Regions from separate parts of the Mus musculus genome. Here region 1 is linked to region 2. Evidence: chromatin contacts called from public HiChIP or PLAC-seq data. All regions are on one chromosome and are shown on one strand. Each heading gives the region's core, a stretch centred on a gene start, on an enhancer-like site or on the middle of the called end of the contact. The rest is flanking DNA. Distances are from core to core; before and after follow the strand shown. Region 1 holds the start of Cep41 (centrosomal protein 41). Region 2 overlaps Cpa4 (carboxypeptidase A4).

What was found. HiChIP or PLAC-seq counts read pairs in DNA pulled down with a chosen protein or histone mark.
Region 1: an H3K4me3 HiChIP or PLAC-seq map of forebrain shows a contact between it and region 2, with 2.7 times the contacts expected there. The contact joins the promoter of Cep41 here to the enhancer-like site in region 2. A contact is called at or near these places in 16 of 39 promoter capture datasets (the 3T3-L1 cell line, 3T3-L1-derived adipocytes, cranial neural crest and 10 more), 4 of 484 Hi-C or Micro-C datasets (cerebral cortex, embryonic stem cells, muscle stem cells and 1 more), 5 of 115 datasets of contacts at active chromatin or transcription factors (embryonic basal ganglia, embryonic forebrain, embryonic limb bud and 2 more) and 2 of 9 other capture datasets (adipose tissue and liver).

The regions. Positions count from the first base shown.
Region 1 is chr6:30,690,639-30,696,053 of GRCm38.p6, reverse strand. Cep41 (centrosomal protein 41) reads left to right here and starts at 2,305. Exons shown (of 11, transcript NM_031998.3): 1 at 2,305-2,417. The coding sequence starts at 2,385.
Region 2 is chr6:30,576,177-30,581,847 of GRCm38.p6, reverse strand. Cpa4 (carboxypeptidase A4) reads right to left here. Exons shown (of 11, transcript NM_027926.3): 5 at 2,170-2,271; 6 at 847-951; 7 at 94-204. Among named protein-coding and RNA genes, the nearest start is that of Cpa4, 11 kb to the right of the region's middle. Within about 2 kb of position 1,352, at least 28 of the 459 cell types and tissues checked have an H3K27ac peak or open chromatin away from gene starts, as enhancers often do. A contact at or near this core is called in cerebral cortex, embryonic forebrain, forebrain and 1 more, where this site is marked.

The DNA of each region.
Region 1 (5,415 bases), core at 1,056-3,555, 110 kb before region 2:
CACTTTGGCAGCCAGGACCTTGACAACAAAGCCATCCCACATGTCCGTTTCCAAATTTTCTACCCATAATCCCTATGGTCACTTTGAAGTGGAAATGTAAGGGTTCTCTGAGAAGTCATTTGGATGGTGTTTTGCTATGACAAACACGTGAAGGAAAGTTTCGTTAAAGTGGACACAGGTGGGAAAGGCTAAGGCCGATTCATGAGGGAACTGTGTCTAAAGCAGACACAGGAGAGAGGATGTTCTAAAGCAAGTGCATAAAAGGACAGGTGATGAAGGATTCTTTGCTAACAACACGCATGTATCGGTCTGCTTTACATTGTGTTGTTGAGCTACATTGTATTGTTGATCTGCATTTGTTCGGACACAGTAGAGAAAAATGCACCAAAAAAAACCCTTCTGGTGGTGTGCTGCAGTTTGTTGCGGCTTCCAAGGACTGGGGCTGACTGGATGCCTGTGCTTTAGGCAAGCGTCCTGCTGAGGTAAGACGTGTGCTGAGGCAAGGCACGTGGAGGACACTTGATGTGTGAAAGGCATAAATGGGACTCCAAGGAATGACGGAGACAGAGCCCGGCTTGCTCATACAGTTAGCTGTGCAACACTGGTGGGTCTCGGTGGTCTTTGCTGGCCTTCACTTTCCTGAGAGAGGCACAACAGAGAACTTCTCCTTGGGTTCCCGATGGTCCCTCCTGCTGACTCAAGTTGAGGCTGGGGCCAGGCTGTCTCTGCTAGGTCTTGTCACCACTGTTGCTAAGCCAACTTTACCGAACTGGACCCCTGGTGTATCCGTGAGGTATTTGCAACTAGATCAAGCTGCCGCTGCCTGCTAACCTGTGAATTGAACTGCCGATTTCCAGACAACACTGAGTTGCTCCAAAGAACCTTTCTAAACAGGTCCATTTCCCACATATCCTTTCTTTTCTACTACCTCTGGTGGGGTGGTGGGCTACAAGGAAGGTTAAAGCATTTAAGAACCATCGTTAATAATAGGATTTGAAAAAAAAATTAAAGCTAGAGTTACTCCAACTCCAAGCTGCACAGGGGTTCGCTATGCAAAGATGTGATAAATACACCCTATCTACTCCCTTCTAACCTTTGCAGCCCCCAATCCTTCATTCTAATAGAATGATGAGTGGGAATTTTAGAAGGGTTAAAGACTAGACATGGTAAAGGGATTTAAGATAAACCTTGGTAGGTATTAAACACTAAACACAGTACAAGGGGCAGTTAGGACAATAGTCCAAGATCCTGGAGGTCCAGTCTGAATGACTTGATCCAAGATACGGCCCTAAGAGCAGGTTCCTGAAGTTGCTATGAGGCACGACAGGGTATGAGAGACCACGTTGTTGACTAGGTCATCTGCGTAGACCCTGCCATAGTTCACATGGATGTTGTTATTAACACAGAGCTAGCCAGTATGAACAAACCAATGGAACCTTTCTCTATTCCTGGAAAAAAAAACGACTTAGAGCACAGGACAAAGGGTTACTGTGCTGTTTCTTCCCTGTAAAATGAAATAGTAATTTTGATGGATTTGGTGGGACATTTAGGAGCCAAGTCAAACTGTGTGGGTAATTGTTTTGTAAAGGTGCTAGGACTTAATTTTCAGATCTGGAATGAGAACAGGTGGTGGTTGGTGGCAGGAGTTACAATGGTTTCCATGACAACGGGATCGGATTTTAGTCATCTTTCCCATCCTCCACAAAACATACTGCCGCTTTCTTCATAAGGTGCTTATTAAATACTTGTTAAATGAATGATGAACCACTGAACGGTGTGTGCTCTTTGCAATTAAGGTTGCTGTTCTTTCGCTAGACTAAAAGCTTTTAGAGCAACAATAATTACTGTGTTTACTTATGATATTTTGCATAATTTGCATAATAACTTAAGACCTGAACATAATAAACTATGCACTCTCGTTCCAGTTGAACATCCCTGGCCCAAATCATGTCCTTTGCCGTGGAAGAAGTAGCCCCGATGTTTGGTTAGAAAGACTTTACAAAGGGTTGGGGGGACCTGTGGTGAATTTGTGTTCTCTCTCCAGCCTGAGGCCAGACCCTCCCCCCCCCCCCCTTCTCAGGTCTGCGCAGGCGCCGGAGCCCCTCCCCCTTCCTTCCCGCGCTCAGGCAGGAGCTGGGCGCCAGGATCCAAGCTGCGCTAGCGGGCGTCCCGCGTTGCCCTTGGCAACCATTGAGCAGCTTTTTTTGCTCTCCCCGCCCGGGCCGAAGCAGTAAACGGAGCTTCTATTGGCTGGCCTGGGCAGCCGAGCCAATCGGAAGAGAGGTTACAGGGAGGCGGCTGAGTGGGGGCTGGAGGGGGGTAGGAAGCTAGATTAGTAGCCAGACGTGAGGCTAGAACCCCGAGCGTGGTCGGTTGGAGCAAATATGTCTGCCCGGAGGCACATTGGGAATCCTGAGGTGAGGGCCAGGTCCGGACCCGAGAGCCGGAGGGGGCGGGCGCACCGGAAAAGGCGCCACGTGGGCAGGGACGAACAGCCGGCCACTTCCGCCGCCCGGAAGGCGGGAAGTGGCCAGCGTGAGGAGGGGGCCGAGCGCAGGGCCTGGGGCGGGGCAGGCCGAGGCTCCACGTCAGTGGCACCCGCCGGTGCCGGGCGTGCTCGCCCCACAAAGACCCACCGGACACCGACGTTCGAGGCTTGGAGGAGCCAAGTACATAAAGACACAGCCCCTGCCCTCAAAGAGTTTACAGTCTAGGAGTGACACCTGCAAACAAAGTAAAAATCAAAGACCCCCAAAACATGGAAGGAGGTGAAGGGGCCCATCACTTCTGAGTTGGGGTACCCCAGGCCAAGCCGCCCTTGCAAAGGGAGCAAAATAGGGCCCTTTGTTCTCCTTTACCCTCAGTGCCCTTGTGCATTTGTAGCAGTTTAATGTCACCCAGTGTTATTTGACCCTTACCAAACAAGTAACCAGACCTACAAAGAGAACGACAGAGTCTCTACAGTAGAGTTCAGTCTAGTGATGGAAATTGGTGAGCTTCGGGAGAGAGATGGAGGAGGAAAGACAGCACTCAAGCTGAGAGAAGGAGGGGCGTTCTTGAGCTGAAAAGGCCCCAACCCATCAAGGCCACTCGTGAGTCAGGTGAAGAGCTTGCTAGAACAGCCTGTGTAAAGCCAAGGAGAGCTTCAACTCCGACCAAGTCCCAGTAGGAGTCTACAGAACAAAAGGCAATTTGAGAGGGGCCTTCTGCACCTTCATAGCAAACACCAGTTGTAGGTCTTGGATTTCTTGTTGAATGCCTGGTGTCGGAAACTGTGGCATGTGTATTGGAGTGCCATGATAGTAATGTCTGTTATTTTGGTGGGGTTTTTTGTTTGTTTGGTTGTTTTTTGTTGTTGTTGTTTGGTTGGTTGGTTGTCTCTGAGACAGTCTCACTATGTAGCTCCAGCTGTCCTGGAACTCACTATGTGGACTAGGCTGGCCTCAAACTTAAAGAGATCCACCTGCCTCTGCCTCATAGATACTGGAATTTAAAGGCATGTGCCGCCACTACTAAACCTTGATAGTGATGTGTAAATATTACACAGTGTCACTTACATTTGGAGTCTAAAGTCCAACTCAGTGAAGTAGAAATTAGAATAATGGTCACCAGAAGTTAGGGATATAGCGTCTGGGACAAAGAGATGCTGGTCGCAGGGTAGAAAGTTTGTTAGGAGAACTAAACTTTTGAGATGGCACAGGAGATGACACAGCAGGGTGACTAAAATATAAATTTAATGTACATCTCAGATTAGCCAAGAGAACATTCCAAACCTCTCCTCACAACAAGGGAGGTAATGACGATATTTACTAACTTAATAATTGCACAGTGTGTGCATGTCAACCTTTTTTTCCTAGAAATAAATTATGTTTTGTCAACTAAAATAATATCAATATTAGATGCCTGTGATGGGGTGGGCTGGGTAGTTCAAGATTGGGAATACCATTATCCTGCCTACTGGTCAGCACGCAAGAAGCTTCTAAGGAGTTTTAGTCATGTGCTCAGACTTGCATTTTAGGCACCATCATAGCCACACTGTGGTGGATGGAGTTGGACAGGCTGTGTCGAGGAGCGGAGACATTGATGAGGTGGTTATGTTGCCATATGTCTGAACTGATGCTAGGAAGTCGGGGCAGAATGAAAGAGAACTATTAGGTGTAAAACCCACCATCAAGCATGATCGCCCTTGAGAGAGGGCATCAAGGCAGATGACTTCCATCCCCAGCTGGGACCATTCATGGGCTCTCCTGAAGGAAGCCGGAAATATAGGACAAAGAGTCCGTCAGAAGAGGAAGGATGTAAACACTTGCTGTCTTTACTGCCTTCTTTGAGTGGAGGGCCACTTCCAGGAATTCTTGAGAAAGAATGCATATGTGTTTTTGTACCCAAAATATCCTATCTAAAACTGTCTCCATTCTACATTCTTATTCTTCTTTTTTTTCCCCTGAGTGTGTGGCTGAAGATAGATTTCATGGTTGGAAAACAACATCTTGAAAACATTGTGCTGTGACCCAGCAGCCAGTGTGTCTGTAGAAAAATCCAAAGCCATCCTGTTGCTTTGTGACTTGTTGTTCCTTTCAGGAAGCTTCATTTTGTTCCCTGTGTTAGAACATTTCACAAAGGATTCCTTGTTATGGCCTGTTCTCATTCACTTTGATAAACACCAGAACCTTATATCTTTCTAGTCTGTAAATTTTTTCTTGAGTTATTTTACAGTTGACTTCATTTCCTCCACCCTCTTTCTCGGGTTCAGCATTTTGATATTATACCCATATAAACTGGTTCTGATTTTTTTCCACTTCTATCTCCTATTTTTGTCTTTCTGCTTTAAGAAATTTAAGTTTATGTTGGGTGATGGTGGCTTACACCTTTTATCGCAGCCTGATCTAGAGTGAGTTCCAGGACAGCCAAGGCCCTGCCTTGAAAAACAGGGAGGGAGAGAAGGAGGGAGCACACACTGTATTTTCTAATTCTTGTATTGATTGTAGTTTCTGCTGTGTTTGTGTGTGTGTGAGAGAGAGAGAGCCTATATGTGTGTGTGAGTATATGTATATATGTGTGAGGGTACATGTGCAGAATCCATGTATATAGGTATTTGTGTAAGTGTATGTATGTATATGTGTGTGAGTTTTATGTGTGTGGGTATATGTGCAGGATCCACATATATGGGTATTTGTGTATATGTAGGTCAGCAACCTTGGGTACTCCCCGCAGATGCTGTTGACCCTGGGTTGTGTTTGTTTGCTTGTTTGTTTTTGAGACAGAGTTTCTCACTAGCTTGGAATTCAGTCGGGCTAGGCTGGCTGACCATACGTCTCAGAACCATCTATCTCTGTCTTTTTAGCACTGGGATATCACCCCAGCCTTTTCACATGAGTTCTGGGAACCGAGGTTAGATCCTCATGCTTGCCCAGC
Region 2 (5,671 bases), core at 103-2,602:
GCGAGTTAGGAGAAACGGTCTCCAGGGGCACCAACGAAATGTGGAATCCACCTGGGAAATTCAGTCTAGGCCCTGGCCATTCGAATCACTCACCTGGCTTTGCGTGTACACATATCCATCAGGATTGGCCACGGGCAACAAGAAAATATCCACTTTCTTCAAGATGGAGGTGATAGCCGGGTCCTTTTTATAATCAGTTACAATCTAAGCAGAGACAATGTGCTTGTCAGCTACATCATGGTGGGCTAGGTCTGTAGGTCTAACCAGGTATTTCCCTGAGATACCTAGGACCCCTCTCCCATAAGATGGTATCCACTCTCTGAAACCTCCCTGAAGCTCCCTGGGCTCTCTGAAAAGCCTTTGAGTCCCTCAAAGCCAGGGGACAGGATTGCATGACAATATCAACTACAAGTAGTTGACTGAGAGATGGTGGCTTTGTTCACACCTTCCACAGACACTACCCGTTCTGCCCAGCACTGTCTTCAAACTGTTTCTTGAAGGATCTTGGGGGCAATCTGAGAACCCAGAAGCCCTGTGGGGCTTGGAAGGGGGTGAAAACAAAACATATCTGAGTTTGGTACTGAGGCTCCAATACCTTTTGCAGGGCCCACGGTAAATCAGTCTCTCAGGCCCACGTTTGAAGCACATTAGCCTGCTCCCTAACACTGTTACTTAACCACAATGGGATGACCTTAGACTATTTACTTCTCCCATCTGCAAAGGTCCCAGCCTACCAGGTCTGTGCCAATCACCTTGTACCTCATCCCCTGGACCCAGCTACATGGGATGCTGCAGTCCCCCACCCCAGGCCCACCAGAATCCTTGACGAATTCCAGGCGACATGACCTTCCTCGCTGTCCAGATGGCTGTGGCCTGTGAGATCCACTCACGGGCATGGATGCCTGCATTCAACCAAATGGCTGGCCGCTTCTTGCCTCCTCCCGTGCTGAACTGCAGAGGGAAAAGGGGCCAGAAAATGACCTGCCGGTCCACGTCTCTCCTCACCTCTCCTCTCCCCAGCCCGCTCCTATTCATTTAATTCATTTAAGATAATTCAGAGACCAAATGTTCCTAAGGGCACCATCTATTTATCGCGCTTATCCGTGACCGGGGAGCTTAATTGGCTGGCTGAAGCTCTGGGCAGCCCAAACCTCTCCAGCTTTGGGAGTAAATGGGAAGGAGAAACAATTGCTACTGTGGATCAGAATGTTAGTGTGATTAGAAATAATAGTGTGTCTCTTGAAAGTTCTCAAACGGTTTCCCAACAGAGAGACACAAGGGTCCGTGAACCAGGCTGTTCTGCTCGTGTAATAAATGGATTCGGTTTTAAATTACGAAGGAGAGGGCTTCACTATAGCTCTTTGTAAATGGCAGTAATGAATTCTGCTTCCTGCCTTTGCTGTAGCGTTGGGGCTCCATGGGTCAGAGCGTGGGGCTAATGAAGCCAGGGTCTCTATCAGATGGGCAAATAATCTAAATGTAATTATTTTACAGAAACCAGCTCAGCGGTATGGCACCCCTTCTGCCTGGTATTTGCTGTAAACCTGGCTTCTACAAAGCTAAGGGTCTGGCGAATTCTTAGCACCACCAGTTGTTCCACGGTTTTTAGGCCCAAATTCCTTTCTGTGTGTTCAGCTGGACTACTTACGTAATTTATGTCATTGTCATAGCTCTCTGCCTCCTTTGCCAGGAGAGGCTCGAATGTGTTAGAAATAGCTGGAAATTGGGCTCCATGTGGCCAACAACCCCAGAATGGGCTTAAAAATGACATCTACCTTAATGCAAGCATCCCACACTCTTTTCCAAGAAGAGGCTGTAAAAGCAGAACAGAGTTTGTACCCTGACTAAGCAGCTAGGTGGGAATGAAGGCAGACTATGGGCCTCTGAGAATCTTAAGGAATACTAATGGCCTCTCTTTTGATCCTTCCAATCAAAACATAGACTGGGATACGCTCTTTCTAACAGTCCTACAGTAGATAAAAGCATGGAATTCAATCAGATCAAAATATCTGATTATGCAAAGATGACTCGGAACTACAGATCTCTTCCTTAGAACCAAGGGCTCTAAAAAAAAACTGCCTATATTAGCAGACCAAGGGCTCAGTCCTAGAAACTCAGATCCAGAAATTTGTGTACTGTCAGGATACTTGGAAGGGCCTTGGGCCTCACCTTTAGAACATACATGGGCCGCTTTTCAAATGTCTCTCCAATCTTCACTCTGCTCACCAGCTCAGGAAAGTCTGTGGCAATACTGTCCATCTCGTGGTAAATCTGAAGGGTGGGAAAGCAAACCAAAGACACTTAATTTTTTTTTTTAATTTGTTGAGATAGGGTGCTCCTAAGTAGCACATACTGGTCTTGAACTTGGACCCTTCCTATCTCACTTTTCCAAGAGCTAGGATAGTAGGCTTGTGCTACTGTACCCAACCCAGTGATGTTTTAAAATTCTGTCCCATTATGAGTTGGGTATCTGTGAACTTTATCTTGTCAGTGTTAAGTTTCTTCTGAGGCTCTGACCTTGGAGTTGGCCACACTGTCGGCACAGAGCTGAGTGGACAGCTGCTTTCTGCAGTTTTCTAGAAGTCAGCACATTTCAATTGTGTGCAAAATTATAGTCCCCTTGAATAAAGCAGAGAGACTGAAACAGATATTACTCCAAAATATGATTCTTTGGCTTGTTTTGGTTTTCTCTGGGTAGCCTTGCCTGTCCTGGAACTCACTCTGTAGACCAGGCTGTCCTCAAACTCACAGAGATCCTCCTGCCTTTGCCTCCTGAGTCCTGGCCTTAAAGGTGTGTGCCACCACTGCCAACATCAGCATGTGATTCTTTGCATTGTCTTGGACTGGATCATCAGAATAGACCTGCTCATCAAGGCTCTGGACAGCAGGGTTTGCCAAATTGTTCTCCACCAGCAAACAGAACAAAACAAAAACCATTCACAGTGTGTTTGATGTCTTCATATAATCAGTACAACTAGGCTGTGTATAGTATAAAATAAAAAAAGAAGCCATATGTGGTAGCACCTTTAATCTCAGCCCTTGAGAGGGAGAAACAGTTGAATCTCTGAGTTTAAGACCAACCTGGTCTACTAAGTGAGTTACAGGATAGCCAGGGTTATACAGAGAAACCCAGCCTTGAAAAACCAAAAAGAAAAAAGAAAAAGAAAAAGAAAAAGAAAAGAAATATATAAATATTGAAATATAAATAAAGTATATACTATATAAAAGGATGTTAATAAATGCAAAGAGAGTGCTAGGAATATAGCTCAGTAAAGTAAATGTTTGCCATCCAAGATAACCTGAGTCCCCATCCCAGCAACCACATAGAAATCTGGGTGTGGCAGTCTGTACCTGTGACTCTAGTGATAGGGGAGCAGAGATAGGAAGGTCCCTGAGGCTCAGTGACTAGTTAATCACTGAGCCCGGGTTCAACGAGAACCCCTGTCTCAAAAACTAATCAGTAAAATTTAAGTGGAGAGTGGCAGAGGAACAGAATGCTCGTTTAACACACAAAGGCCTTGGAAGGTTGGGTGTCTAACTCAGGTAATAGAACGCTACTGAGTGTTCATGAGCTGCTGGATTCAATCCCCAGGACCCCATAAACCAGGGGTGGTAGTACACACCTGTAACGCCAGCACTCAGAAGGTAGAGGTAGAAGGACCATGAGCTCCAGGTCATCCTCAACTACATGGGGAGTCAGGGGCCATGCTAAGGTACTACATACGACTTTGCTCAAAATAAAGGGGAAGGGACCTCTTGGAAACTCTCCCAGCCCTTGGACTCTAAAGACTGAAGAAAAGCAGAGTAGATACCTTGGGCCATGAGAAAAAGAGAGTAACCTACAAAAAAGTTAAAACAAGTTGGGGTGGGGTAGAATCTGCCTTTAACCCCAGCACTCAGGAGGCAGAAGGAAGACTAACCTGATCTACATAACAAGTTCTAGAACAACCATAGTGAGACATGCTAAAAGAAAGAAGGAAGGGAAGGAAGGAAGGAAGGAAGGAAGGAAGGAAGGAAGGAAGGAAGGAAGGAAGAGAGGGAGAGGGGAGGGGAGGGGAGGAGAGAAGAGAAGAGAGAAGAAAAAGAAAGGAAAGAAGGAAGCCAGCCAACCAGCCAGGCTGGGGCCATTGATTGGCAGGTAAGAGCACATGCTATCAAGCCTGACGGGAGTTCTGAGTTTGATTCCTGGTGCCCATACGGTGGAAGGAGAAAATTAATTGTTCTCTTGATTTCCACAAGGCACATGCACACCTACACACAGATAGATGATAGATAGATAGATAGATAGATAGATAGATAGATAGATAGATAGATAGACAGATAGATAGAAACTTTGTTTTTAAAAACCTCCAAGCTATACCCTGATGTGGGATGCAAATTCACAAGCCAACCATCAACACACAAAGGACCTGAAACCAGACGCCCTGGCAGAAACAAATGTAGATTTCCCACTGGAGATCTAAAAACCCTGCATGGTTATAGGATACGAGCTATTTAATGTTGGTTTTAGGAAGAACCCCAAATAAGCTGGCCAGGAGAGAGAAGGCATAGCAACAGGCCTCTCGAAGCAAAAGCCTGCAGGGGAGCCCTCTCCAAGGAGCACCCAAGGCAGGGAGAACAGAAGCAAGCCATGAGAAAGGGAGGCAGACAGCCAGTAAGGTAAGTAGATGGCCTCTCTTGGTTCCTGGGTGACATTTGTAACTGGTTAGCTCGGCTCGGGAGGGCCCCAAATTAATGAGGCTAATGTTACGGGTTTGATCCCTGTGTGGACCGAGTTCTGCTCTCATCCGTGGCCCGAGTCTGAACTGAACTCTGAACTTTACCCAGCTGTTTTGCAGATGTATGTCATTGGTCACAAGAGGGATCGAGGGGCAGTGCAGTGGGAAGCTACTGACAATCTTGGAAAAGAAGTAGAAGTAGTCAGCCAGCCTTTGAACTAATCCCTCCTCTCGAAGAAAAACAACTTAAAGAATACGTCTCTGGAAAAATTTGCCAGGAACACAGCGTTTGCACGTAAAGAACCGCGTGTATTAAGGTAGAAGAGGGAGAATAGCCATTTAGATTTGGGAGGGAGGTCCCAAGCTAGGAGAGTCTGCAAACTAACAAAAGAGACGCTTGGGACATAAGAGACTTGCATCGTGAACGGGGCTGTTCTGTTCTGTGGTCCCTTCTGACTTCTCAAGTTCCAGTATCATATGAAATGATTCAGCTCCAAGTTTTTTGTTTGGAAGTTTGGCCTACCTTGAAAGCCATCTGTATAAAGTGGTTTCTAACTCCACACACCACCAAATTGCATTGTGGAACAAATATACGTTATGAGGAGTCATGATAAATGAGTGGAAATATTTGGTTAACCTTGGAAATAACTGCCTGTCTGCTTGCCTGGAGTAAATGGAATTTTATTCTGTGCTAGGGATTCTGATGGGGGAGAAGGTTGAATTACAAGGGCTGGAAATGCTGCCATTATATTCTGGTTTGCTTTAGAGGGTCGCTGGAGCAGGGTTTCTACAGGGGAAACTGCAGCTGTGTTTCTCAGGCACTTGGATGTTGGTGGGAGTTAAGCAACCCGTGGGGAAGGAATTAGAGTAGACATGTTTTAGCTCCTCTGTGAAGCGATACCATGCTGAAGGTGGATGTGAGGAGAGAGGTTTCAAAATTCAGGAAGCAGAGA